Linked DNA regions of Mus musculus: regions 2, 3, 4 and 5 are each linked to region 1. A link is a contact called in public promoter capture Hi-C data. All regions are on one chromosome and are shown on one strand. The core of a region is the stretch at or near the end of the contact, and the rest is flanking DNA. Distances in the headings are between cores, read along the strand shown. Region 1 holds the start of Gtf3c5 (general transcription factor IIIC, polypeptide 5). Region 2 holds the start of Ubac1 (ubiquitin associated domain containing 1). Region 3 holds the start of Qsox2 (quiescin Q6 sulfhydryl oxidase 2). Region 4 holds the start of Gpsm1 (G-protein signalling modulator 1 (AGS3-like, C. elegans)). Region 5 holds the start of Pmpca (peptidase (mitochondrial processing) alpha).

The links. Promoter capture Hi-C pulls out the DNA fragments that hold promoters and counts their contacts.
Region 2: a contact with region 1 is called in a promoter capture Hi-C map of neutrophils, with 4 times the contacts expected there. The contact joins the promoter of Ubac1 here to the promoter of Gtf3c5 in region 1. A contact is called at or near these places in 6 of 39 promoter capture datasets (erythroid cells, hematopoietic stem and progenitor cells, liver and 2 more), 1 of 484 Hi-C or Micro-C datasets (CD4 T cells) and 1 of 9 other capture datasets (liver).
Region 3: a contact with region 1 is called in a promoter capture Hi-C map of pre-B cells, with 2.9 times the contacts expected there. The contact joins the promoter of Qsox2 here to the promoter of Gtf3c5 in region 1. A contact is called at or near these places in 1 of 39 promoter capture datasets (pre-B cells) and 1 of 115 datasets of contacts at active chromatin or transcription factors (astrocytes).
Region 4: a contact with region 1 is called in a promoter capture Hi-C map of liver, with 2.4 times the contacts expected there. The contact joins the promoter of Gpsm1 here to the promoter of Gtf3c5 in region 1. A contact is called at or near these places in 2 of 39 promoter capture datasets (both in liver).
Region 5: a contact with region 1 is called in a promoter capture Hi-C map of pre-B cells, with 2.4 times the contacts expected there. The contact joins the promoter of Pmpca here to the promoter of Gtf3c5 in region 1. A contact is called at or near these places in 6 of 39 promoter capture datasets (the C10 cell line, embryonic stem cells, hematopoietic stem and progenitor cells and 3 more) and 1 of 115 datasets of contacts at active chromatin or transcription factors (astrocytes).

The regions. Positions count from the first base shown.
Region 1 is chr2:28,580,490-28,585,497 of GRCm38.p6, forward strand. Gtf3c5 (general transcription factor IIIC, polypeptide 5) reads right to left here and starts at 2,790. Exons shown (of 12, transcript NM_148928.3): 1 at 2,336-2,790. The coding sequence starts at 2,488.
Region 2 is chr2:26,018,812-26,023,819 of GRCm38.p6, forward strand. Ubac1 (ubiquitin associated domain containing 1) reads right to left here and starts at 2,949. Exons shown (of 10, transcript NM_133835.2): 1 at 2,586-2,949. The coding sequence starts at 2,723.
Region 3 is chr2:26,235,069-26,240,076 of GRCm38.p6, forward strand. Qsox2 (quiescin Q6 sulfhydryl oxidase 2) reads right to left here and starts at 2,331. Exons shown (of 12, transcript NM_001302956.1): 1 at 1,975-2,331. The coding sequence starts at 2,284.
Region 4 is chr2:26,313,244-26,318,251 of GRCm38.p6, forward strand. It overlaps Gpsm1 (G-protein signalling modulator 1 (AGS3-like, C. elegans)), which reads left to right and starts at 2,290. Exons shown (of 14, transcript NM_153410.5): 1 at 2,290-2,477. The coding sequence starts at 2,410. Gm52505 (a long non-coding RNA gene) reads right to left here. Exons shown (of 2, transcript XR_003953775.1): 2 at 2,106-3,183.
Region 5 is chr2:26,386,243-26,391,250 of GRCm38.p6, forward strand. Pmpca (peptidase (mitochondrial processing) alpha) reads left to right here and starts at 3,106. Exons shown (of 13, transcript NM_173180.3): 1 at 3,106-3,190; 2 at 3,694-3,896; 3 at 3,989-4,068; 4 at 4,253-4,335; 5 at 4,842-4,936. The coding sequence starts at 3,123. It overlaps Entr1 (endosome associated trafficking regulator 1), which reads right to left and starts at 3,074. Exons shown (of 10, transcript NM_026563.3): 1 at 2,907-3,074; 2 at 2,674-2,823; 3 at 2,250-2,318; 4 at 1,314-1,429; 5 at 662-1,069. The coding sequence starts at 2,976.

The DNA.
Region 1 (5,008 bases), core at 1,540-4,039:
GTTTATTCATGTTTAAGTAGTAAAGAGAATGAAGTCAAAGAGGCTCCTTCCAATAGGTTACAAAGTGAGAGATAACAGCTAATTAAGTAAAATCCATCACCTATCAAGTGCAGGTGCCACACCACAGGCAGGGTTACTGTCCTGTTTACTACTGAATAGACAGAAGCTTTCAGACTGACTAAGGTAGGGCCAACCAAGCCAAAAACTACCCACCTGCTCCAGGACTCAATTGATAGTCTCTGGCAGTCATTGCTTATTATTACCAATAGCCTTCAAGGCCCCAGTTCCTTCTTCTTAAAGAAAAAAGAAACAAACAACCCCCCACCCTCCCACTGAATAGTGTCCACCTCATATATGATACTGTTACGAGTATTAAATTAAAACAGTGGTGCCTAACTCCTGGTAAGTACTAACACCTACATGTGAACAGATGCTTGCCCCACATTTGGTAAGAGGCATGCAGTGAGTGTCAGCTGTGTGTGTGTGAACAGAGAGTGTGTACTGGCGCAATCCACTGGCCACCCATAAGTTTAACTCCTGACTCCCAGTACTCAGGATAGGGGCCTTCAGGAAGCGCTCAGTAGCAAGTTAGGGAAAACATGAAAGTTAAAAGAAGCCTGAGGGCTGGAGAGATGACTCACAAGTTAGGAGCTGTTTCCAGACTGGAGTTCAGTTCCCAGCACCCAAACATTGGATATAGTGCACAACCACCTGTAATCACAGCACTAAGTGGTCCAACGCCCTCTTCTGGCTTTCACAATCACCTGGATACACAACTAAAAATAAGGTTAGAATCTTGAAAACGGCAGCCTCATTCCTCAGGCACCCTTCTCATAAAACGCACAGTTCTGACCTACCAGAGCAGGGATGAGCCCAGCCATGGCCTGACACATTAGGACGACTTCAGAAACCCAAGAAAAATGTAAGAATGGAAGACTGTCTATATCAGGCAACCCTGGGGTAAGGGAGAACAAGGATTCTCTCAATATCATAACATCCATCAGTTCTTATCCACACCCATAAAAAAGTGGAGCAGCAGCTCAGACTGTATTTGTGCTGGAATTCATTTTCCTGTCATACCAGTAGCAATGTCTGGCTTAGCCTTTCTTACCTGCCCCCTTATCTGGAAAAAGGAAAGAAAAATAGTATCTAGTTCACTAGGATATTATTAGGACGTTTTGTTGTTTGTTCTTTTGAGACAGAGTTTCTTTGTTAGCTCATGCTGTCCTGGAACTTGATCTGTAGACCAGGCTGGCCTTAAACTCAAAGATCCACCTGCCTCTGCCTCTGTAATGCTGGGATTAAAGGTGTGGGTCACTACTGCCCAGCTTCATTAGGACTTAACCAAATACTTGATAAATTTTTATAAAATGGGGAATCTGTACAGATATTAGTACAGAGGTAAACAAGAGAGATCCTAGCTCGGTTTACAGCCCCAGGGCCAAGTAATAAATGTAATACATGAACAGGTAATACATGTATCAAACTGAAATCTGAGTGGAATTATCAACGGAAGGAGCCAGAATCTGCTTATGCTAAGATGTTCAGGGAAATCATTTCTAAAGAAACAATTCCAAGATTCCACAGAGCATCACTTTAGGTCCACTACTTGTTGTGTGGTTATGTGGCCTGTTTACTTGTAAAATGCAGATGTTGTCAGTTCCGGCCCTGGGGATTGAAAGGACTGTGGCATGTTAAAAAATAAATAAATAAAAATTAAAAAATGCCGGCCCGTGGTGGCGCACGCCTTTAATCCCAGCACTCGGGAGGCAGAGGCAGGCGGATTTCTAGTTCGAGGCCAGCCTGGTCTACAGAGTTCCAGTACAGCCAGGGCTGTAAGAGAAACCCTGTCTCAGGAAAAAAAAAAAAAAAAAGCCGGGCAGTGGTGGCACACGCCTTTAATCCCAGCACTTGGGAAGCAGAGGCAGGCGGATTTCTGAGTTCGAGGTCAGCCTGGGCTACACAGAGAAACCCTGTCTCGAAAAAACCAAGGGGGGGCGGGAGAGCACTTTGTACGTGCTAACCACATAATACAACGCCGGCGAATTGTGTCACTTTTAGTTTCAACTACAGGTGGTGGAAAAGTTCTCTTTCCTCCCGTGCCTCGGTTTTCTGCCGAGAGCAATAAGGTCAGAGCAGCTCACTGTCCTGGGATAGATGCCAAGCATGCTACTCACATTTGGGGACAGAAAGAAAATACCGCCTAGTTCACAACAGGTCCTAGAGCTTGCCTAAACTCTCCGTTGCCACGGAAACCGCTCTCCCGCCCGGTGGTCCCGCCCATTCAGTAGACACGATTCCTTTCCCGCGGTCCCGGAGTTTCCCAGCTCCTTACTCGAGAGACGCTTTCCTCGCCGCCCAGGGTCTGTAGCATCTTGGCCTCGTTACGTACTACGCCCGGGTACTCCACGCACACCAAGCGCCGTTCCCGCCGCAGGTCCACAGGGATGGCGGCCTTCGGGTCCGCATCCGGCTCCGCCGCCGCCATGCCTACTAGTCTGGTTCCAGCCCGCCGCGGTCCGTTCTCAAATGGCTCCGCGAGGCCTCACCTCAAAGGTTCCGCGAAGGAATTGTTCCGGTCCTCCTTACCTTTCTCGTCTCCTTAAATCATGGAGACTCGAAGGCCTCCAGGAAGAAGTGCGTCGCCGCAACTGTTTATTTTGCTACACCACACAGAACTGGGGGCTTTTTAATTTAAAATGAAGAGGGTTGGACAAAGGGGCGAGACGAGGGCGTATCCCACCAGCCGACCCAACCAAGACAAGCCAGGATTCGACCGGGTTTTTCCGGATATCCCGTCCAATGAGAGCTTGAAGACGTGCCCCAGGCGTCCTCTGGCCCGCCTCTCATCCCTGAGCTGGTTTTCGGCTGTCAAAGAAAAAGCAGTCCACTGAGTCCTCTTAGCCTTGCTCCTGTGTGCATGTATTTAGGGCTGAGTGCAACTGTAAATTAACAAATTGATAACTTCTTATCATCACACCTCTGTGAGTTTAATACACAAGCTTCAAAGCCTTTGTTGTCATCTTGCAGAGATGACAGTAAAATATTAGATGCACATCGCATCCCATATTAGGATGTACGCACAGCATGCTTAGCAAAATTTGCAACATAGGCTACTCACCTGTTGGTTCTGTGAGGGTCTGATTAGATAGGTAAGTCTGCTGAACTCGGTGCTTCTACCTCTGAATGAGAAGAAGTTCGGTTCCTGAACCTACAAAGCTGCTTCTAAGCTACATGGAGCCTCGGTAAACCCCTCATCCAATGTAGCAACACTCTCAATATTCAGCTGTCATCTCTTCTCCTTATGATATAAACATGATCTTAGAAAGCGATCTCACGTTGTTCCTGTTCTCAGCGGGACCCTCACCCCTCTTTCCCCCCACCACCTAGCTGTCAGCTTCTCTTCATCACTTAGGTTTATGTATAGGCTTTATCTCCCCTGGGGATCCACCATGATAACCTAAACCTAGTCTGCTGATTTCCTTGGTGCACTCGGCACTCAGACGCACACATCGGGGAGCACAGCCTTATTTGCTTAATGCTGGCCTTGCTTTACTGTGTTGGCAGCTTCCTAAAGGTAAGTATTGCTTTGCTGCGGACCTCTCAGACCTGAACACGGGGGTAGACACAGAGTATACATTCACTAAAGATGTTGTGAGCCAGTGAATGAATGAGGCGACACTTTCATGACTCATTCAATCCAGGCCTAGATCGACACGTGGCCACAGAACACTGAATCAATCTCATTCTAGAGAGGCATGTCCGTATGTGAACAGGAACCACGGAGAAGGGCAGGAGGGGAGACAAAGACAAGGACCAACCTGAGGTCCTCAGGCCAAGCTTCTGAGAGAAAGAGACTTGGTCCTGCCTGGGATCCAAGCCAGATCTGGCGCACAGACCCTCACAAACAAAAACTTACCTATCTAATCAGACCCTTCAGACTGGAAGCTGAGAAGAGCCAAAAGGATCAGGCAGCTAATGAAAGCAGTGTCCACACATTTAGCATTTAGGAAATGCAGTCTCCTGCATGCCTGGGTCTGTGGGGAGTGGATGATGAATCAGAAAGCCTGTCCTTCTAGAACTCACATTGAGTAGCAAGAACAACTAGCAAAGGAATTGGAGGCTGAGACGCTGTTCAGTGATGGAAGAGGTGCTTACTGTTCAAGGTGTTGAGTCCCATCTCTAGGCTCCCTCCCACCTACCATTACACCTAGAAAAGATAACGTTGAGGAAAAATCAAGCCCATGGCATTTACCCATCTTTCTGCATCCAGCCTCTTCAGATTCAGTTTTCCAACAGGCCCTGGCACACAAGGTGAATTTTACAAGGCTCAGAACTGGGGCGCACTAGTTTGGTGACCAACACCCCTTCAGCCACTGCTCTAGGACCAAGGACGTTCTGGGCCTTAGCTGTCTAAATGTGCTCGCAAATCTCAGGTCCTGCTCCTGATACATAGACTTGGAGAAGGGCAGATGTCCTAGCCCCTGAGATGACCCAAGGCAATGGAAAGGGGATGCTGGCTGTGTAGCAGAGCCTAAATCCACAGGAAAGCATCGTCAGGCAAGCAGCATAACACTCCTATCCAGGGCTTTGCAGAACGCTGAATATTGTTGGCAGTGTGCCTTTGGAGGAACCAGGAGTGGGGAAAGTACTAGCCTTTTATCAACTAGTGAAAAGGAAATCTTTGGAAAATATTTTTCTGAGCTTCAACAGAGATGCGGTATAACTCATTGTATTCTCAAGGTCAGTCCACAGTGCACATAGTAGGTGCTTTCTTTAATATTCCCTTGCTAGGCGTTGAGTCTCCTTGGACTGGATGAGAAGTGTAATGTTTCCTTTTGGCCATCAGATGGCGACAGAACATTCACATGGGCAAGCCCTCCATCTGCTGGCGGTAAGTGGTCATGACATCCTGGAAGATGGAGAAGTTGCTGCACTAAGAAACCCCAGTTCAAGCCTGAGGTCTCCTGAGTTCAGGAGCCCCCTGAAAGGCTTATGCTAGTCCCAG
Region 2 (5,008 bases), core at 1,699-4,198, 2.6 Mb before region 1:
TACACACCACCACAACCCTATCTTCACGTGCACATATCCCAGAGGTGTCTGTCATTAGCTTCTGCTCATATCTAGTACTGTACATCATGGAAAGATAACAGGTCATGGGGGCTGGAGAGATGGCTCAGTGGTTAAGAGCACTGACTGCTCTTCCAGAGGTCCTGAGTTCAATTCCCAGCAACCACATGGTGGCTCACAACCATCTATAATGGGATCCGATGCCCTCTTCTGATGTCTGAAGACAACAACAGTGTACTCATATACATTAAATGAATAAATAAATCTTTAAAAAAAAAGATAACAGGGGCTAACTCTTCACAGGACCTGGGACGGTTTAGGCTTTGAAGGAGAATTCATGTGCTTCATCCAGATGGTACACTACAGAAAAGCTCCTCCACACCACAGCTCCATCACCCCAGACTTCCACTAACCCCCTTTAGAAAAGAGGACTCACTGTGCCCCTTTCCTAGATACCGGCAGTGGAAGCTGGGCAATAGCATGGTGAAGTCACTTTGGGTAAAACAAAAAGGGGGAGGCAAAAACCAAATCTATTTCCTTAAGAATTTAAATAACAAGCCTCTCCTTGATACAGCTGTAAATTCCCAGGAGTGCTGTGGGAGAAAAAATTTTTTAAAAAACTCTATCATACCCCTCTGGAAGAGAGGAAAGAAGAAAAAATAATAGTGATAACAACCCCAGTAACCAGGGTGCACAGGACAATAAAGAACATGGAAGTCAGGTCAGGATAAAGTATCTTGTGCATGACAGGTTTACAGTCAGGTACAACGAGAAGATCATCTTTTCTAATAAATGCAGTGTGACTCCTAGAGCTGATGGGACCCGGAGGTGGGTCAGTTCTAATGCCTCTGCTCTCCAGCCCTGTGATCTAGAATGCTGTGAAATTCTCCTGCTGCTTCAGCCCTCTGCCCTGGAAAATGTGGAGTAGAATAGTCTCAATTTAAACAAGAATAATGACAAAAATGGTCAAAATGATACAACTCCAATATCAACTGGAATATTAAACATCACAAATAATTAGCATCATATCAAAACCTGCTGCCTAAGCCTAACCATACTGCCCCTAAAATGTATTAGCAAGCATCTGTGAATCATCTCCCTACCCCCTTCATAGAATACTGCCATGCTCATTACGTATATCCACACCACAAGTGAGTTAGGCAAGAGATCACAGCAGTGAAGGTGACATCCCATGCTCATGTGGTTTGAGGCTGACACCTTTCATTCCTTCAATCCTTACACCGACTTTGAAGTTACTCCAAGCTCAGCCCCCGAGGAACTGACCTAGGAGATGACACAGCATAGTACTAGGCCAGCATGGATGCTAGGGAACAGTCTAGATGCCCAAGGAGGCCCCAGTCTTTAAGCTTCTGCTGAGCCTCTGGGTCTTGCTATTGAGAAAATCCACAGGCTCAACACAAGCTTAAAGGTTGGGGACTCCTTGGGCAGTCTAAAATACATTTTGTCCTGTATGTGAGCCTCATTGAGGTGAACCACAGACACTGAGACCCACGGTTACTCAACATCTAATGCACTGCAGAAGAGGGGCTTGAAACAGATCTCTTGGAGCCTGCCTGACATTACACACTGACTACACAAAGGCACACAGATGATAAACTACCCTTTGCAAGCAGCTGCTATAGTAACTTGAAGACTGCCTTTAGAGGAAACACAATGCTGAACTTTAACACAACCTACTGCTGTAGATCCCTAACTTTCCGAAGAGTCCCCTCTAAAAAGCTATCTGGCACTAATCTTGTCTGGCATGGTGCTTCCATAGGCTACCAGTGTCTAACAGACATCTGTTTCATCTTCAACTGGGAGCAGTTAGAGCCAGGAAGGCTTCAAGAACTAATTCCAAGACTTAACTAAAACTAAAAGGCTAACTATAGTACAACGTTCACTGAATGTAAGTAAACTTAACAAATGCCACTTGCTGGCAGGAGACAGTCATCCTGGACCTTCCCACTCAATCAACTGTTGCCCCAATAGAAAGTAGAAGCCAAGGAACTTGTCCCACAGTGACACTATTTTAAGTGACTACTGCTAAGTGTCAAGTCCCGGCCATGGGCTCCTAGCAGCTGGCTCCTCAGGCAAGGAGCCAGTCCTCTTATAATGGGATCTAGTTACTTCCAGCTTCTGGAGGAAACTAAAAGCTCATCCCAACAGCAGGCAAGCCCCAAGGCTAGAAAACCATGATCCCTTGCCTTTGCCTCTCCCAGTCTCTGTTCACTCTCGCCTTCACCTCCCTAGCACGTTGCAGAAATTAAATAAAGCTCGCTCAACAGCGGGGGCCAGATGCTCTTCTCTGAGCACTAGGTTTGTGATTGGAGGAGCGGAAGGCGCTGCCCAGGCCCGGAGGAGCGAAGGCTGGGAGCAGCGGGCTGCACGGCAGGGACTGGGGACCGGTCCAGGAAGAAGCGAAAATCTGGCGTCTAGGTAGAGATAGGAGTGTCGGGGCAACCAGAAGGCTGGGGACTGGGGCGGAGTCTGGGACATAAGTCTAGGTTTCTGGTTTTCAGAACGGAGGCAGAGGTGGAACTGGGTCGTAAGGAGCTCGGCCTTACATGTTTGAGGCAACTCTCCTTGAGCTTCTCCACCGATGTGTCCTCGGTCGCCTCCTCCAGCCACTCGGCGCCGTCGGCTGCGCAGATGTGCAGCCGAAGCACCTTGCCCGCGAAGATCTTCTCCTCCTGCACGAACATCGCGCCGCCGCCCGGGCCTGCACCCGCCGCCCGAACCAGTGAAGGTCACTGAGGCTGGCGGGAGGACCAGGGGCGGGGCCGGGCCGCCGTGCGCTCCTTCGCTGGCCGCCGCCGCCCCGCCCCGGCTCCTGTCAGCTCCGCCGCCCGTCACTGAAGGGGCAGGAGCTGTACCCTTGCTGCCACTGCCCGTGTCGCCGTAGCCGCCCGGAGCGCGCGGTCGCAGCCGCGCCGGAAGTGCGTAATGAGCGCCCGTGGGTATGCCGGGAAATGTGGTTTTTTTTTGGCAGGCATTCTGCTGTTGCCCACCCCACCCCCCGCACCCCCCGCCCGCACCGCGCCGGAAATAGGTAAAGTGCACCAAGGCACGCCGGGAGTTGTCGTTCCCAGGCAGGCTCACGGCCCCCTTACCAAAAATTAATGTGTGAGGTGGGTCAGATGCATACCGGGAGTTGTAGTTCTCCATATACCTCATTCCTTCAGCACCTCCCAGCCTTGTTACCTGATTTGCTGGTCTGTTGGAATTGAAAAGGGCTCCGGAGTCAAGTACACAAGATAATACGTCTGGGTCAGGGCACTAGAAATGTGTCACAGTTGTAAGTGCTTGTATGCCATGCACAAAGCCCTGGGTTTGCTCCTCGGCGCAGCATACGCCTGGCACAGGTTTATAATCCTGAACGTTTAGGCAGAACCAGAAGGTCAAACAGGTCATCCTTGACTACATAATGAGTTCAGAACCACTCTGGAATACAAGCCTGCATAAAACACATACAAATGCGCGTGCGTACACACACACACACACACACACACACACACACACACACACACACACACGCATGCGCGCACACACTCACACATACGGGATGGGGGGCCCTGGCTCGGTGGTTAGGATTACTTTCTACTCTTGCTGAGGATCCTGTGTTTCTCAGAACCCACAATGGTGCTTCAGAATTATCTTGAAGATCAGACACACTGTTGATACATATATGTAAGCACAATACTTACAAAATAAATCTTTTTAAGCTAAAAAAAAACAAATAAAAAATAAATAATATCATAATTATTAGTGATCCAGGAATGGTGGTGTGGAGGTAGGAGGAACAGTTCAAGTTCATAGTCATCTTTGACAAGATCCATGAGCTCTTGCCACAGATCTGTGTCTTGGCAGATGGTACAGAACTAAGCAATAAGGGTTGTGAGGAGTGGGTCTGAGGCCCCTCCAGCTGGTCTTCAAGTTCCCCAGGCCTCTCCCCAACAAACCCCTTGCTCTTTGTCCAAAGCCTAGGCTACTAAGCCCCAGTCTTCAGAGGCCTAATGTCCTCTTTCTCTTGGAAGCCTGTCATGGTGCCACCTAGGGCATAATAAGAATGTTTGCAAGTATTTCCACATAGCCCATTCAGCATCCTACCACTGGATATACTGAAAGAAGTACCCAGAGGGACACGGGACAAGTCCCTTCCATATGCTTGATCTGGCTCTCCAGGATTCCCAAGAGTGAAGTGAGCAGAAGGAATTGTGGAGACAGTGATCTTTGCAATGTGTGTATGAGGTCCCTTTGGAGCTGGAGACAACAGATCCTCTCCTCCAAAACCTCCAGGCTTCTATGTGAACACAGAGATACCCCTCAGAGCACTATGAGGAAGGATAGGCTGCCCAGCCTCCCAGGTCAGCCTTACTACAGAAGCCCGGCAGGCACAGCTCTGTGGGTGCTCATGCAGTATTCAAGGGAGAATGCATCTCCCTCTACTCACCAGCTGGGCTAAGGCAAGGAGCTTGCATGGAGACTCAGCTTCTGCCCATCTGGTGCCATTCTGTACCTTGTCCAGTTTCAGTCTCTGCTTCAGAGAACATGCTGTCCCCTCCCTGCCTGCCTATAGGAAGGCGCGTGCTCGTAGAGTACCTGCTGTTTATGCTGGGGATGCAACGGGGAGGGTTGAGTGAAGTTCCTTGGCTGGCAGATCCTGTTTTCCTGCGATGGGCCAGCCAGACAAGGCTCTGAAGACTCTTTTTTTCTTTTTAAAGATTTATTTATTTATTTATTTATTTATTTTATTTATTTATTATATGTAAGTACACTGTAGCTGTCTTCAGACACTCCAGAAGAGGGCGTCAGATCTCGTTACGGATGGTTTTGAGCCACCATGTGGTTGCTGGGATTTGAACTCAGGACCTTTGGAAGAGCAGTCAGTGCTCTTACCCGCTGAGTCATCTCACCAGCCCGAAGACTCTTAATTAAAGCAACAGAAATTAGTTTTAGCCACCCCAGAGGAAAAAAAGAAATGTACAGA
Region 3 (5,008 bases), core at 1,081-3,580, 2.3 Mb before region 1:
AGGAGGACTGGAGTGAGAGTCAGAAGCTTCCTGGGGAAGCTGTCCAACATGACAGGCATCACATGGGATGTCATCACTTCTGTAGGTGTTGTAAGGGATCCTGCAGTTAGGCAGGATCCCTTACAACAGGTGACCAGACACCTCCAGAAGTTAGGATCCACCCAGCAGCCTAGGCTGGGACTGATAACACTAGGGTTAGCACCTACCAAGTCCTCAGGTGACTTGCTTCAGGAGCCTCTGACATCCTGACTCAGGCAGTTCTGCCCTCAACATCCTGCACCCCTCTTCAGGCCCTCACCTGCCCCTGCCAGTCAGCTTTCACTTTCACCACACCTTGCCCCATCTTCTAGGCACCAGTCACTCTTTAAAGACAACTGCAGTTCACTAAGCCAACCACAGCATTAGCTGTGCATTTTTACTGTGGCACTTTTGGAACTGTTCTTCCTTTCAAATTCCGGGGACAACTGCAGCACTCTCTGTTGGTTTGGTTAATAGAAGAGCCAGCTTATAACACGTGATGTGGCTTGTACAAGTTAGCTACCAGATTGAAAGCCAGAACTGATATAAGCAAAAAAGCTGCCAACAAGTCTTGCCAGGGTCACCTGCAGGTCCACCAACAAGCATTAAGAAATGGAAAATCCTCTCCTCTATTGAGTGGCAAAAAATAAAAATAAAACCCCCACAAAAAACCAGTGTATAAACTGTCTTTTCACTGTCTTGTCTCACTTTTGGCTAGTGCTTGTCAAGGACTTAAGGAAACTGAGATGGCTCAAAGTTTAAAAGCACAGACTGCATCAGGGTGTTGTGGGTGCTCGCCTTTAATACCAGCCCTCAGAAGGCAGAAGCAAGCGGATCTTTCTGAGTTCAAGGCCAACCTGGTCTATAGAGTGAGTTCTAGGACAGCCAAGACTACACAGAGAATCCCTGGCTTGAAAAACTATAAATAAAGAGGCAAACAAAGAAAACCCCACACACTGCTCTTTCAGTCTGGAGTGTCATTCCCAGCTCCCTCCACCTCTGATTCCAGCTGCAGGGAATCCAAAACCTCTGCCTTCCAAGGGAAACTGCACTCACCTGCACACACCCACGCCCATGTAATTCAAAACAAATTAAGTATTAAGAAGAAAGAAAAAGAAAACTTACGACCCAAGAGAACAATGTCATTAGATTCTACATAAGGACCAAAGCAGAGGTCAATGGATTCAAGGCCAGCCTGGACAACGTCATGAAACTGTCTCAAAAAAATAAAAAAATATAAGTCAAAGTGCCCCAACAATGAGGAAAGAGAGGGTAAACATTTTAAAATAGTCATCTGCAATTGCGTACTTGGAAAAAGGGCTTCTTTGCAAATCTGTTTAAGAAGAACACAGCAGTGTTCAACATCAGACCTAAAACCAAAGGTGCAGGAAAAAGAGTAACAATTTGTTGTCTTGCCCTGAGAGATCTGTAATTAGAGGTTAGTTCAACAGTTGTAAGCCAGTGAAGCCAAATGTAAGCCAGTGCTGGGAAGGCCACTTAAATTCCATTTACAGGAGCTGCTCCAAGGGGTCTGAGTTCTACAAAGGTGAGTAACTAAACATATATGGGAAGATTTCCTGAAAGCTATGGCTAGTGACCCAGAAGCCCAGCAAGAAGACGCTTTGTAAACTTTCTGCTGTTGCAGAGCAGTCCCCAGAGTGGGTATCTAAGTTTCTCAGCCCAATGCCCACCATATGGTCGGCTACCTAGCAAACGAGGCTGAGGTTTGACAGGAATGGGGACCTTCCTGAGTGGAGAGGGTAGCCTCTGAAATGCAATTGCTGGGTATGGGGAAAGTCAAACTGATCGGGTAGTGGCTAGGATAAGTGGTTGGGGACATGTTGAAGTCGGTGTTCTGAGCTGGCGACCTCAGGAAAGCCATCGGCCCCATCTGTGGGGCTTCGCCCACGTAGCTGTTGCGTCGGAGGAACGTCCACCGGCGCGCGGGGCCCTCACCTCGCACGTCCGCCGCCAGCGCTCGCCAGGTGGGTGCGTAGCCGATGCAGTGGCCGCACCACGACGAGTGGAACTGCACCAGCCACGCGGCTGAGCTGTTGCCCGTGGCCGACCGCACGCTGCCGCTGTCCAGCAACCACACGGCGTCTGAGCCCTCGCGGTAGAGCCGCGCCCCGCCGCCCTCCCGGGGCCCCACTGCCGCCACCACCGCCAGCAGGAAGAGCAGCCGCGGCAGCCGCGCGGCTCGAAGAGACGGTGGCTGCCGCGCATAAGCTCCTGGATCCCGCGCCACAGCCCGGGCGGCAGCCATGTTGGGAGTGCCGCCGGCGCGTTGACCTTTCACCCTGGCAACCGGCGTCACGTGCTTGCGCGCGCCGGTCCCGCCCTAGGCACTAGCCCCGCCCCCGAATCCGCTAATCTTCCCAGGCACTACTCTTCGTTCTCGCCCCGCCCTCGTAATTTGACCCCCCTCCCCAGCACTGGTCATTCCAGGTCCCGCACAGCTCGCTTTTTTGCTCCGCCCCCGAACATTGTTCCCGCCCCAGAATGTAGGCCCCGCCTCATTCCTTAAGTCTGCTCCGCCCCTGTGCTCCTGGCCCCGCCCCTGCCTCTGGTCATTGGCCCTATCCCAATTAAAAAAAACTCTTAAAAATCTTAAAACCCGCAAGCAATTTTCACCTAGTGAAAGTCCTGGGCCTAAGTAGCCAGATTTAGCAAGGGGAAATAGCCCGTGCCATGTTGAATGTTGAGTAAACACCAGGCCAAGATTTTCAGTCTGAAATGCAGATTTAATAGGACAAAAACAGATCGAAAAAATATTTGCTATATGCCTGTATTTCTTATGTAGCATGAATCCTAGATTTTACATGCAACCTATGATTTTACCTGTCAACTTCAAACATCCACGATGATCCCTTGACCTTTTTATAACCCACATGATACAGTAGAACCACCTGGTAAAGTTGGCTGGCTTCCTGCTAAGATGGTAGAAAGGAGAGGTAGACCTGACTCTTCTTTTTTAGACAGGGTTCTAAGGCTGGCATGGAGTTCACTATGTGCCTGAATCTGTCCTCCTGCCTCCCTGGACTGGGATTACACATGTGCACCACCATGTCTGGCTTCTCCAATCACTCAGTCTACTTTCCTATGCTAATGTTCTGCTTTCTCCAAACACTAGAGAGAATATGTAATCTCTTCTACTTCCTGTTTGTCTACCTGATCTCTCACTGTACGGTTTTTCCTACTTCACTCCCTGTCAACTGGTCTCTTGTTCTTCCTCTTGACCTATTTAATATTGTTTACAATAAACCAGGCGTGGTGGCGCATACCTTTAATCCCACCACTTGGGAGGCAGAGGCAGGCAGATTTCTGAGTTCGAGGCCAGCCTGGTCTACAGAGTGAGTTCCAGGACATCCAGGGCTATACAGAGAAACCCTGTCTTGAAAAGCCTATCTATATCTATATCTATATCTATATCTATATCTATATCTATATCTAATCTATACTGTTTACAATAAACAGAAAGCTCATGGATTAAAGGTGTGTGCTAAGGGCTGAGCCACACCACAACTAGAAACCGGTTTTATTCTCAGTAAATAACACAGTCTTGGGGTTTACATTGTGATCAAATATCCTGCAACAGGGAGACATGGTTGGGAGACAAATACAGAGAAGCTATTTGATTTTTAATGGTCACCAGAGGATGAATAAGCAGGACAAGGGACCAGAGAGACTGGTAGGGAAACTGCCTGGGGGTAGGGTGGGGGGAGGCAGTCATGAGAGTAGGACTGGCTTCTTCTTCTTCTTCTTCTTCTTCTTCTTCTTCTTCTTCTTCTTCTTCTTCTTCTTCTTCTTCTTTGTCGTCGTCGTCGTCGTCGTTGTTTAAATTTTGAGACAGAGTTTCTCTGTGTAACCCTGGCTGTCCTGGAACTCACTCTGTAGACCAGGCTGGCCTCGAACTCAGAAATCCGCCTGCCTCTGCCTCCTGAGTGCTGGGATTAAAGGCGTGTGCCACCATGCCCAGCAGGACTGGCTTCTTGACCCTCAGTTTGTATGTGGAAAGGATCTGGACAAGGCCAGCCTGGGATGGGAGAGCTTGATCTTCAGGTCCCAACTCTACACAGAAGGCAAGAAAGTCTGAGGCAGGATGGATAAGGAAACTTCAGGGGATATGAGAGAGTCTGGAGATTGGCTGACGCTTGTCTCTAGCTGATAGTCAAGAATTCCAATGCAGTTAACATTTGCTGACACAGAGACAACATTTTAAAATAAGGATGTTAAAGTAGCAGCAAGCCATGTTTGTGTCTTTTCGATCTAAACCTGCAGGTTTCTAGGAATTTCACAAGGAACTCATTTACAGGAAAAGTAGTTCCTTAAACTCCTTGTGGCCCAAGGTTTTATTTTACCAGATTGTAATTCCATCCAGATGGCTTCAGAACCATCCTATAATCTCACTTATTGGAAAGGGGAAAAGAGGAAGAGGAAGGGAGAGTCCCTTAGATATCTGTTGAGCAAAAAACTCTGATAGCCTCTGAAATCCTATACATGGCTATTTCAAAGCCACTTAGATATGACTCTCCTTTGAGAAGTCAACACCCAGGATTGGGTGTGCCTTATTTTTTCCCTAAGCATCTCTCTATTAACTACTATGCTGAAGTTTTTGTTGCTTTCTTCCTAATGAACTCTGACTTCACTACCATCTGGCCCATCCTGAAATTCTTATCTGTGGCAAAGTCAAGGATCTGGTGTTACCTGGATGGGGATCTTTGAAAGTTGAGGAGACTCTGCAGGTTGCTGGGGACTACATGAGCTATGTCTACTGCTGAACTATGTCTCACTGATGACAAGTCCACTGTAGTCCCAGCCCATGCAGCCAGTCCTGGGGCAGGGCTCAGACAGCAGGCAAGATGAGAATACACTTTCCAGGGAGTTTATGGTTCCCAACCATTTGTAAGAGCCCCAGTGGCCTTTGTATATGTTTTATGAGAGTGGCTGTCATGGTAGAGCAGGAGAGCATGGGGCCCCAGGGACTTGG
Region 4 (5,008 bases), core at 1,040-3,539, 2.3 Mb before region 1:
GCTGCAGAGACTTTATAGGTAGAGGATAACCAGGTCCTCGCTGTATACACGGGGGGCGGGAGGGGGGGGAGCTCCTTCGAAGGCTGAACCGAGTCTCTCTCTCTCTGCCCCTCCCTTCTCCCTCTCCCTCTCCTTCTGTGTGTGTGTCTGTGTGTTCATATGTGTGTGTGTGTGTGTGTGTGTGTGTGTGTGTGTGTTCAGAGCTAGCAGGAGGCCCACAGAGATGTGGGTTGATATCCCAAGGGTCCCTCTTCTTCTAGGCCCATCTTGCCCTTTCCCACAAGTGTCCCCAATGTTGGGCCTGCTTCTCCATGCCTACTCTTACTACATTCCACCTAAAGAGGCCTGTGATGGCAGAAGCTACCCTGGCTGTGTGGTAGAGTGTGTGCCAGGAGTGACTGTAGGGTTCCCCAGGATCAAATACAATTGTAATAGTCCTCTGATGCCAGAGGTACTCATTGTATGCCAGGAACCATAAGCACGACACAGGCCTCATCCTCATAGACCCTTTGTGGGTGACAGAACAGAAGCTTGGAGAAAGCAGTAGGGACAGAGATAGTTTTGAAGTTCGTGTCTTTTTTTTTTTTTTTTGGTTTTTCAAGACAGAGTTTCTCTGTATAGCCCTGGCTGTCCTGGAACTCACTTTGTAGACAAGGCTGGCCTTGAACTCAGAAATCTGCCTGCCTCTGCCTCCCAAGTGCTGGGATTAAAGGCGTGCACCACCATGCCCGGCAGTTCATGTCTTTCTAACACAGAAACTGAATCCTCAGACAGCTTGCTTCAGAGCTGACTCGCAACCTGTGGCCCTCTTCCTGACTCAAGGAAGAAGCAAATTTGTCCCCAGTAGAATGTTGTGGGCCTAACAACAGAACCCTGTAACATCACATATGGGGCTCATTGGTTTGGTCCTTGGCAAAGCTGGGGGCCCGCAGGGGCTTGTATTGCTGCAGTATGTCTCTAAGGGCCTCCTAAAACCAAGGCCTGGGAATCTAAGCCCAGTCTGACACCAAGTGGGTCATAGCAGCCTCCATGTGTATGTTGTATCCTTTGAAGGCAACCAGGAAGCGCCTGCATTCCAGAGCCAGGGTCTGCTAGGGACCAGGCCCGAGACTTCAGCAAACGTGGGTGGTGCCTGGCCAGCCATAACACACACTCTGCCTTAGCCAAGAGAGAGCAAGCCCTGGCTCCTGTGGTCTTAGGGGGAGGTGTGGGGACAGCAGCAAGCTTGCGCCTCGCCCCAGGCACAGATGGTTCTCATTGCTCGCTCCTGCTCCTTCCTAGGAAAACAAACTAGCTCAGGGCCAACAGCCCAGTTTTATCTTGTGTTTGTTTTTGTTGCCATTTTTCTCCGCCTGAAGCCACTGTACTGTGGGCTGCGTCTGCAGGGTCTGTCTGGGGTGACCTTGGCATGGTGTCCCTCTTCAGACCAGGGTCCAGGGGTGCAGAAAAACTGCCAAGGACACTGCCATAGTCTGCACCCTGACATGTTCCTGTTCCACTGAGGGTCACAGCTACGTTTTCAAGAAGATTTAGAGTGGCCTGGAGAGAAGAGCAGAGACCTGGGTGAGTCCCAATGGAACTGGCTGTCCAGATGGTGCCCTGTGGCTGGCTGGGGGTTGGCTGAGGTGAAGGCTCCAAGGCTACTCAAGTTGGATGAAGAAAGATCACTCCGAGGTTCAGATCCTCAGGGTCCTGGGAGAACTCAGAGGAGGGTAGGCAGATGAATGAGCAACGGCCAGCCTCCCACGTGGGCTCCTGGTGTTCTTCCAGTATGTTTTCCAAACGCTTGCATTTCACAGATGAAATTCAACATGAAATCTGGTGGTGAAAGCCCTAGGAAGGTAGAGACTTGCCTAGGGCTGGACAGCATCCTCCCACCCTGACTCCATCTAGGAAGACCTGTTTTCTCCTTAGCCCCAGGAGCATCTGCATGGCCTGTACCCCACAAGAGGTGACAGGAAAGGAACAGGATGTGTGTGTGACAGCAAACTCTCGTGTGTGTGTGTGTGTGTGTGTGTGTGTGTGTGTGTGTGTGTGTGTGTAAGAAAAAGCACTAAACTCCAGGCTTAGCAGGGCTTCCCCCCCAAAGAAAAGGAAACACAGCATTGTCCACACTAGAGCAGGACTCTCCTTGCACTGGACCTCAAAGACAGAGCCCCGCCCACCCCACGGTAGGCGGGACCGCCGCAGTGGTGGCCGGTGGGCGCCTGCCCCTCCCCACCCTCCCTCCGCCTGGCGGCGGTGACATCACAGCTCTGGCGGGAGGGGCGGCGGCACCCCAGCACATCACTTCCTCGGCGTCTCCCGCGGACGCGCGGACAGGCGGACGGACGCGCGGACAGGCGGGCAGATCGGCAGGCGGACGGCCGCAGAGCGGGGCGGTGCTCCTGCTCGGCGCGTCCCCGACTCATGGCGAGCCCGGCCCCGCCCGTGGCCGAGGAGCTCCCGGGCCCGGCCTCCAGGCGCCTCTACTCCAGGTAGTTCAAGGACCGGGATGGGAACGGGGACCTGAGCGGCAGACGCGGGCGGGAGGCTGCCGGCCCAGAACAAAGGCTGCTGCGGCGACGCGCAACGTGGCCGGGGACGCGCCTCCCTGGATCTGCGTAGGGAGCGGTGGGGGCGCGGGGCCCAGGGCCCAAAGATCAGTTTCGCGGTAGAGGGGTTGGGACTGGGTTCTGCCTGCAACCCTGTCCTGATGCCAAAAGGGCTTACGGGGCGGGCACTCCACCACCCGGCTCTGCGGGACCCTGAGTAGCATGGATGCCAGTCTTCGTTATCTGGAGTTCTCTTCTCAAGCCTGACACTGCCGTGACCCGGTGTTGGTGTAGCATGGCCACGACCCAGGCTGTCATGATGGGGCCCTGCCTTCACTAGCTATCCCCAGCCCTAGGCCAGAAGGAGCTGGGCCTGAGCCAGGCAAGTGGGTGTGTGCTTCCCTACAAAGGCATTTGCCTTCCAGGCAGGTTCACAGGTGATCGAGCGGTCTGTGCTGTGTGCCCGCCCACTGGGAATGACAGGATAGTCCTGCCCCTGGCTCCATGCCTCCCTGGTGACTCCCTTTTGATGGATGAGGGTGTTCTCCGGTGAGATGCTGATCCCAGAAGTGGACCAGAGCTGTCAGTTCACTCTGGCTTCAGGTTGAGCTGGACCGGCCTGAGTTCTGGGCAGGGGCTGTCATCAGACCTAAAGGAAGGCCCAGCATCCTTCAGTTAGCTTCTGGCCCCCACCTCGTCTAGCCCTTCCCCATATCTGGGGTCTCCCTGTTAGGGGTCAACCCTGAAGAAATCTACTCAAGTGGGGTGGTTCATCAGCTAGCCAAGCTCTGCCTAGTACCCCCAAAGAGCAAAATGAGGGCTTGGTGCCTGGCGAACAGATCCTTGCCGTCCCGTTCTAATACAGTGTTCTAATGCTGCAGCTCAGAGACAGTGTCCCCATTGTGTGGTGTTGAAGATCATGCCTGAGCCCCACACCCTCCTCCAAGTTCTAGTGCAAGGGTAAGAGGTTTGCTAGCAGCTTCTTGGAGTCCCCTGGGAGCAGAGGCTCTGTGGGGTCACATTTAACTCAGGGCCAGCCACCCCTGTGAGAAGGAGGTGTCTACTAGGCAGACTGCAACGTGTGTGTGCATGTGCGTGTGCGTGTGTGTATGTATGTGTGTGCGAGTGCTCGCATGTAAGAGAGGGAGGTGGACATTCAGAGCACAGGTCTCAAAGCTGTGTCAGTTGCTCCCAGTTCCCCCTTGAGGTGACTCACTAGGTAGAACCCTAGCCCCTGTGTAGCTCTCACTGGTTAGGAACAGTATTCAGGATACTGGTTGAGGCCCTGTGCTCAGCTTGGCATCCCTCCAAGCTGAAACCCAAGCTGAGCTCAGAGGGTTGAGCTGGGACCAGATTTAAGCTGTGCAGCCAAGAGCCTTCCCACTGAGCCTTCCAGGAGGCCCGTGAGCTGTTTGGCCTCCACCTGTTGTGTCACAGCCAGGCTTCCCTGGGCTGATATGGGATGTCTTGGTGGGAGACACTCTCTGAATCATCCACTGTCCCACGAGCATCCCCATTCTTACTGGTATCTGACTGAGAGGGTTTGATACTTATAAAATGGGGCTGAAGAGCTGAGAAGAGCCACAGATAATGTCCCTGAATGGCCAGCTCCTCATGGAGTGTAGCGAGGGGCTGGCTCAGGGAGGCAGGAACACTGAGAGGGGTGGGGCAGAATGGAGAGGGTCTCTGTTGAGAATCTCTGGTACACTGGCACTGAGGCCAGAACAGGGGGTTGGGCTAGAGGGTCCCAGAGACAAGTAGCCAGGAAGTCCTTATATGTCCTCTTCTGGACTCCCAGCCCCACGAGGAAGAGGCTAAGGCTTGAGTGAAGCTGGGAAGGGAGGGTTAGCAGGGGAGCCCACATTGGAGTGGCCTTACAAAAGGTGCACCTAGGGTAGGGGCTACTGGTGCCCGGGCATGGCAAGGCCTCTGTGGCCACATGGCCATACAATGCTGGTCCCCTACTTTAGTATCTCTTTCTGTGTTCTCTCCTCAGCGCTGTCCCAGACAGCACAATTCCCCAGGTAGCCCTGCAACCCTGACCTTTAGGTCCTTTCCTGAAGCTAAGATATCTCTTCCCTTCGCAGCTTCTACTGCCCCTTACTCCCTCTCACCCCTTCCCTGGCTGCTGAGGGAAAGTCAGCGTAACTTCCTTCTGTGAGATGCTGGGCAGTGCGGAGCTGTGAGCAAGGGTCTCTCAAGCTTTGGGCCAGGGATCAGTCCCAGGTGTCTGCTCTGCAGAGAAGGGGGCAGGCAGAGATTCAGGTAGCTAGACAGCTCGTTGTGGATACTAGAGGACACCAGGAGACTTAAGGGGACACACAGATGAGATCAGGAGGCCACGAGCAGAGTGTGGAGTCAGCTGCTGCTACAGTGACTGAGATGTGGCAGACAGTGCCTGGGTCTTGGTTCTTGTGTTCTTGGCATCTGTAAGGGGAGTGGCACAGAGCTGTGATCCTTTGAAAGTGGCTCCA
Region 5 (5,008 bases), core at 1,856-4,355, 2.2 Mb before region 1:
ATCTCCTGCAACCTAGTTTGCCCTTTACTTGTTCCCATGTAGCCAAGAATGGCCTTGCACGTCTCTTCCTCCTGCCTTCACCTTCCAGCGCTGGGATGACAGTTGCGTACTTCCATGCCCAGCTCTGGAACATAAACAGCTCAGGTCAAATGGCATCACCCTCAAGTGATGGAGGAGGAGAAGATGACCTGTGGCCACACACTTTACTTTTTCTAGGTGACTTATGGTTTTAAGGCCTTCCATCATGTGGGGCATTCAGCAAGATGACTCTTAGCCAACACTTCCAATAGACCATTTCTTCATGCTAGCTCGTGTCTGCCTGCCTGTGACCTCACCACAGTACTTCTCAGTCTGCTATACTAACTGCACAGCCAAAACCAACCCAAGGAAGAGCTCTCCATAGAGAAATTCCTTTTTCTCTCTTATTTTTCAGCATTCAGGATCTAACCCAGGACTTTCCAAGTGCTAGGAGAAAATTACCACTGAGCTATCTATTATCTCTATCTTTAGACCCCTCTTCAGGGCAATTCTACATCAAGCCATTATATGACTAACTGCCTTGTCCGTGGCATTGAGCCCAGGCCACCCAGGAAGTAGATGACTGCAGCTCCTCTCCACAACACAGCTCAGCTGTGTTGGGTGCCACACTGCCCTCACTTACTGCTTCATAACTTATCTGCAGCGTCCGCAGGTGTCTGTCCCCTAGGGATTCTTCATGAGCTGCAAAGTCTGCATTAGGACTCCCAGCTGGAGACGCTGGGGAGATCCTGGAGTCGGTGTCACTCAGCGTCCATGGGGGCAAAGACTCGGGACATGCCAGCTCTGACGAGTTGGAGAAAAAGGAAAGGTAGGTGTCACAGGGCGGTGAGTCCTGTGTGTCTCTAGAGGAATGAGTCTGATCCACGGCAGATGGCAAGTAGGTTATATTCCATCCATCATCTTCATCCTCCTCTAGGTTGCTGGCTCTTGTTGGGTCTTCAAAAAATGGCTGCTGAGATTCCAGGCCATATCCCATGAGCTGGGAGGCAGGGGAGCTGTGCTCTAGTCCCAGTGGGTGCCTTGAGGCTTCCTAAAAACAGTGGAGAGAAACACTGCAGACTGGAAGCCAATGCTCAGCCTTCTCTATGCTCCCACAAAGAAGGCCCATCTCATCTACCAAAAGGGGGCCAAGCAGCTGTTCCACCCATACACAGTCTCTCTGTCAGCAGCCATATCTGTCCTGCTTTGCTCCCCACACTCAAGTGTCTGCCTCCAAAGCTGTAAGGTACAAGAGATGTCCTTTAAGGCAACCACTGACAGCTTCCCAGATGTACCTTTGGGTAAATTCGGCTGGTGGTCGTGTCTTCTTTTGACAGGCTGAGGTTCTTGGTTTTCAAAAACTCTTTGAAGGAGAATGGATTGGCTTCTTCAAGGTCTTCAAGTTTGTCACCTGAAAAAACGAACACCACAGAAGACTGTGAAAGGGCCCAACATCCTGTGTTACCATCACGTTTCAACTGTAACTCAAAGAACATTACAGAACATGAGAGCTGCCAAAGAGGTTAGAGAATATGCAGGCTCTCACCCTTTGGCCTCCTTGAGACAACCCTTGCCACTTTAAAAGAAACAAAAAATGCTGTGCCAAACAAAGGTCAAGTCCAGGGGTCCACCCACATTCAGGTAACTGATCTACCTCTGAGTCATATGCCCAGTTCCCCAGTAAAGCCTGTAGGTTGCTGAGGCTGACTTCACTCCACCCCCCTACACATACTACCCCCTGTGCGCACACACAAACACACAACACAGTGGGCTGAAGGCTACTGTAGGCGATTCAAAGCTGCTGAGATGCCACAGTGCATCTCAGGAACTGCTCTATGCCATCCCTTCCTCTGACCTTCTCTCCAACTACCCTAGTTGACCAGCCTCTACCTCCACACCTATCAGACTCAGTTGCTTATGTGGGTCTCATAACACCTACATCTTATGTCGCTTTTTTCTTTTTCTTGGTTTTTCAAGACAGGGTTTCTCTGTGTAGCCCTGGCTGTCCTGGAACTCACTCTGTAGACCAGGCTGACCTCGAACTCAGAAATCCGCCTACCTCTGCCTCCCAAGTGCTGGGATTAAAGGCGTGCGCCACCACTGCCCGGCTCCACTGCTCTTTTGGGCTCCAGGTATATACCCCTTAAACCCTGTCATCCTGAAAGCCCATGGCCAGACCCCTGCCAGGCACTGAGTCTAAGAGGGAAAGAAGACCCACTGAGCTACTCTACCTCCAAAGCGCGTCTCAGGGGCTCCCGAAGGACCTTGGTTAGTACATTTCCCCTTTCCATAGCCAAAACCTGCAAAAAGACATGGTCAGCTCACCGTGATCACAGCAAGCCTTATGACTGCAGCGTTTGTCCAGGGAGGTGAAGACCGCAGACGCCTGACTCCCACTGAGTCTGGGACTAGAAAGCTGTCTTCTGAGGCTGGATGCGGTAAACTACACATCCCTGCGCGCTCTAAGAGCAGCTGCAGGTGGAACGCAGACCCGCTAGGTCCAGCCCCTGGCCTTGCCCAAGCCGGTGGGCTTAAGTGGCCTCCGAGCTCCACCAGGCACTACCTTCCTGCCTTGAGGCGGGCGGGCGGGCTGTGGGGAGGGCTCCCCGCGCTGCCCAGCTCCGCACTGTGGCCGGCGCCCCGACCGACTCTCACCTGTGTCTCCTACCGAAGCCAGCACCGGGCTGGGCACATAGCACATAAACGTCGGCCGAAAGCCGAAGAGATGGGGGTGCAGGTCCCCGCCATGGGGGCGCTCACAGTCTAGCTGGGGGAGACAAGACCGGCGCTCATAGAACGCAGGAGCTGTAAGCGACAACGAGAGCGGCTTCACCGCGGGCCGCCGCCGCCCGCGCCCCCCGGCCCTGCCCCAGCCGCGCGCCGCTCACCGTCGGGAACCACAAGGCTCCGCGTCCGCGATAGAGGGGGCGCGCCCTGCCGCCGCGCGTAGCCCGACATCGCCGCGCCCTAACCCGGCCGCGGCCCCATGGCCCGCAAGGCAGTCGCCGGCCCCTGCCTCATCCGGCTCGGCGGGCCGGAAGCCAGCGCCGAACGCCGCGGGGCGGGGTCGGAAGCGGAAGTGACCGCAGAAGCGCGGCGGCGCGATGGCGACGGCAGTGTGGGCGGCTGCGCGGCTGCTTCGGGGATCTGCGGTGCTGTGCGCGCGGCCCAGGTGAGCCGAGGCCTGTCTCGGTGCGAGGAAGGGAGGACTCGGGGGAGTTGGTACCGGGGGGAACTGGAAGAGAAGAATGGGCCTCTGGATCAGAGCACAGGCGCCTTGGGCCTGGAGAAGGAGCTGGGGACTGGAACCTGGTTGGGAGTGGTCGGCAGAGTCCCTCGGCTGGAGCCTTTAGACCAAAGCGAAGCCCTGAGGGGCCGGGCTTGCCCAGGCCCATATGCACAGGAACTCGTTTCTCACGCAGCCTGCTGATCAGAGTGGACAGTGAAGCCCCAAAGACCGGGGTCGAAGAGATGGCTCAGTAGTTAGGCCTACTGACTGCTTCCCCTGGGTTTGGCTACCAGCGCCCATTTGGTGGCTCACAACCATCTATCTATAACTCCACTATCCAGGGGATCCAAAGCCCTCTTCTGACCTCCATGGACAACGGGCATGCCTGTGATGAACATACATCCGTGACATAAAATAAGACTAAATATTTTGCTGCTCTGCTGTAGGTTTGGATCTCCTGCACACAGACGGTTCAGCAGTGGTGCCACCTACCCCAACATCCCCCTCTCTTCTCCCTTGCCTGGAGTACCCAAGCCTATTTTTGCAACAGTTGATGGACAGGAAAAGTTTGAAACCAAAGTTACCACTCTGGACAATGGGCTTCGTGTGGCATCTCAAAATAAGTTTGGACAATTCTGTACCGTAGGAAGTAAGTTCTATTGGCCATTGTTTTGAAAACTTTCTGTTGATTAAATGTTTTGAATATTTGGCTTAACCTGTCCATTTTCTTTTTATTACCAGTTCTTATTAATTCAGGATCACGATATGAAGCGAAATATCTTAGTGGAATAGCTCATTTTTTGGAAAAATTGGCATTTTCGGTCAGTGTCTAATTTGTAATTTTTATAAGTTTTCAGTTTTCCTTTTTAAGAACTTGTATTAGTTAAGGATCTGAATATGAAGTTGGTGCTCACAAAAGACTTCTGACATGATTTTGTGTGTTTGAAAGCAAATGTACACTTAATGGATTTTGGGTTATTTACTTAAGCTTAATTATTTTTATAGTCCACTGCTCGATTTGACAGCAAAGACGAAATCCTGCTTACGCTGGAAAAACATGGTGGTATCTGTGACTGCCAGACCTCAAGGTATTTCATGTCCATCTGTCCTCCTCATCATGTCCTCCTCATCCTTGGTCAGAGTCTCTTAGAGTCTCTCTGAAAATCCACAGCATGCCTGATGTTGGGGACAGAAAGCATTCCATACTAGTTTCTTCTCTGACATCCTTTGACCTTTAATTGTCCAGGCCTTTACCTGGGAAGAATGCTAAGCTAAACAGGCAGGCTGCTGCTGGCTATCTGAAGCTGGGCATGTGTCCATGTGAAACCAGTCTTCATTTAGACCAGCTGGTTATTTGTCCAGGCCTAGGAAGCCCTGAGTGAGAGACTTCCTCTGTGAAGAGAGGAGAACCAGTTTCCTCTGGTTCCAAAGTATCTCATGGAGAGCTTCACTGTGGGCAGTTGTGGCTCCCAGAAGGCCTTCACACCCAAGAAAGAGGTAGTGGTAGTGTCTTTGCTGGCATGAAGGGCCTCAGTGACTGAGTTGTTATCTGGTGTAAACCATGCACCTGCTATTGTGGCTTATTTCCTTTCAGAGACACCACCATGTATGCTGTGTCTGCTGACAGCAAAGGCTTGGACACTGTGGTGGATCTGTTGGCTGATGTGGTTCTGCACCCCCGACTGACAGGTGTGGCTCTGAGGCTGGGTGGTCAGGAGGAGCTTTGGAAGGGCTATAACTTCCTGTGGGGAGGCACTGTTA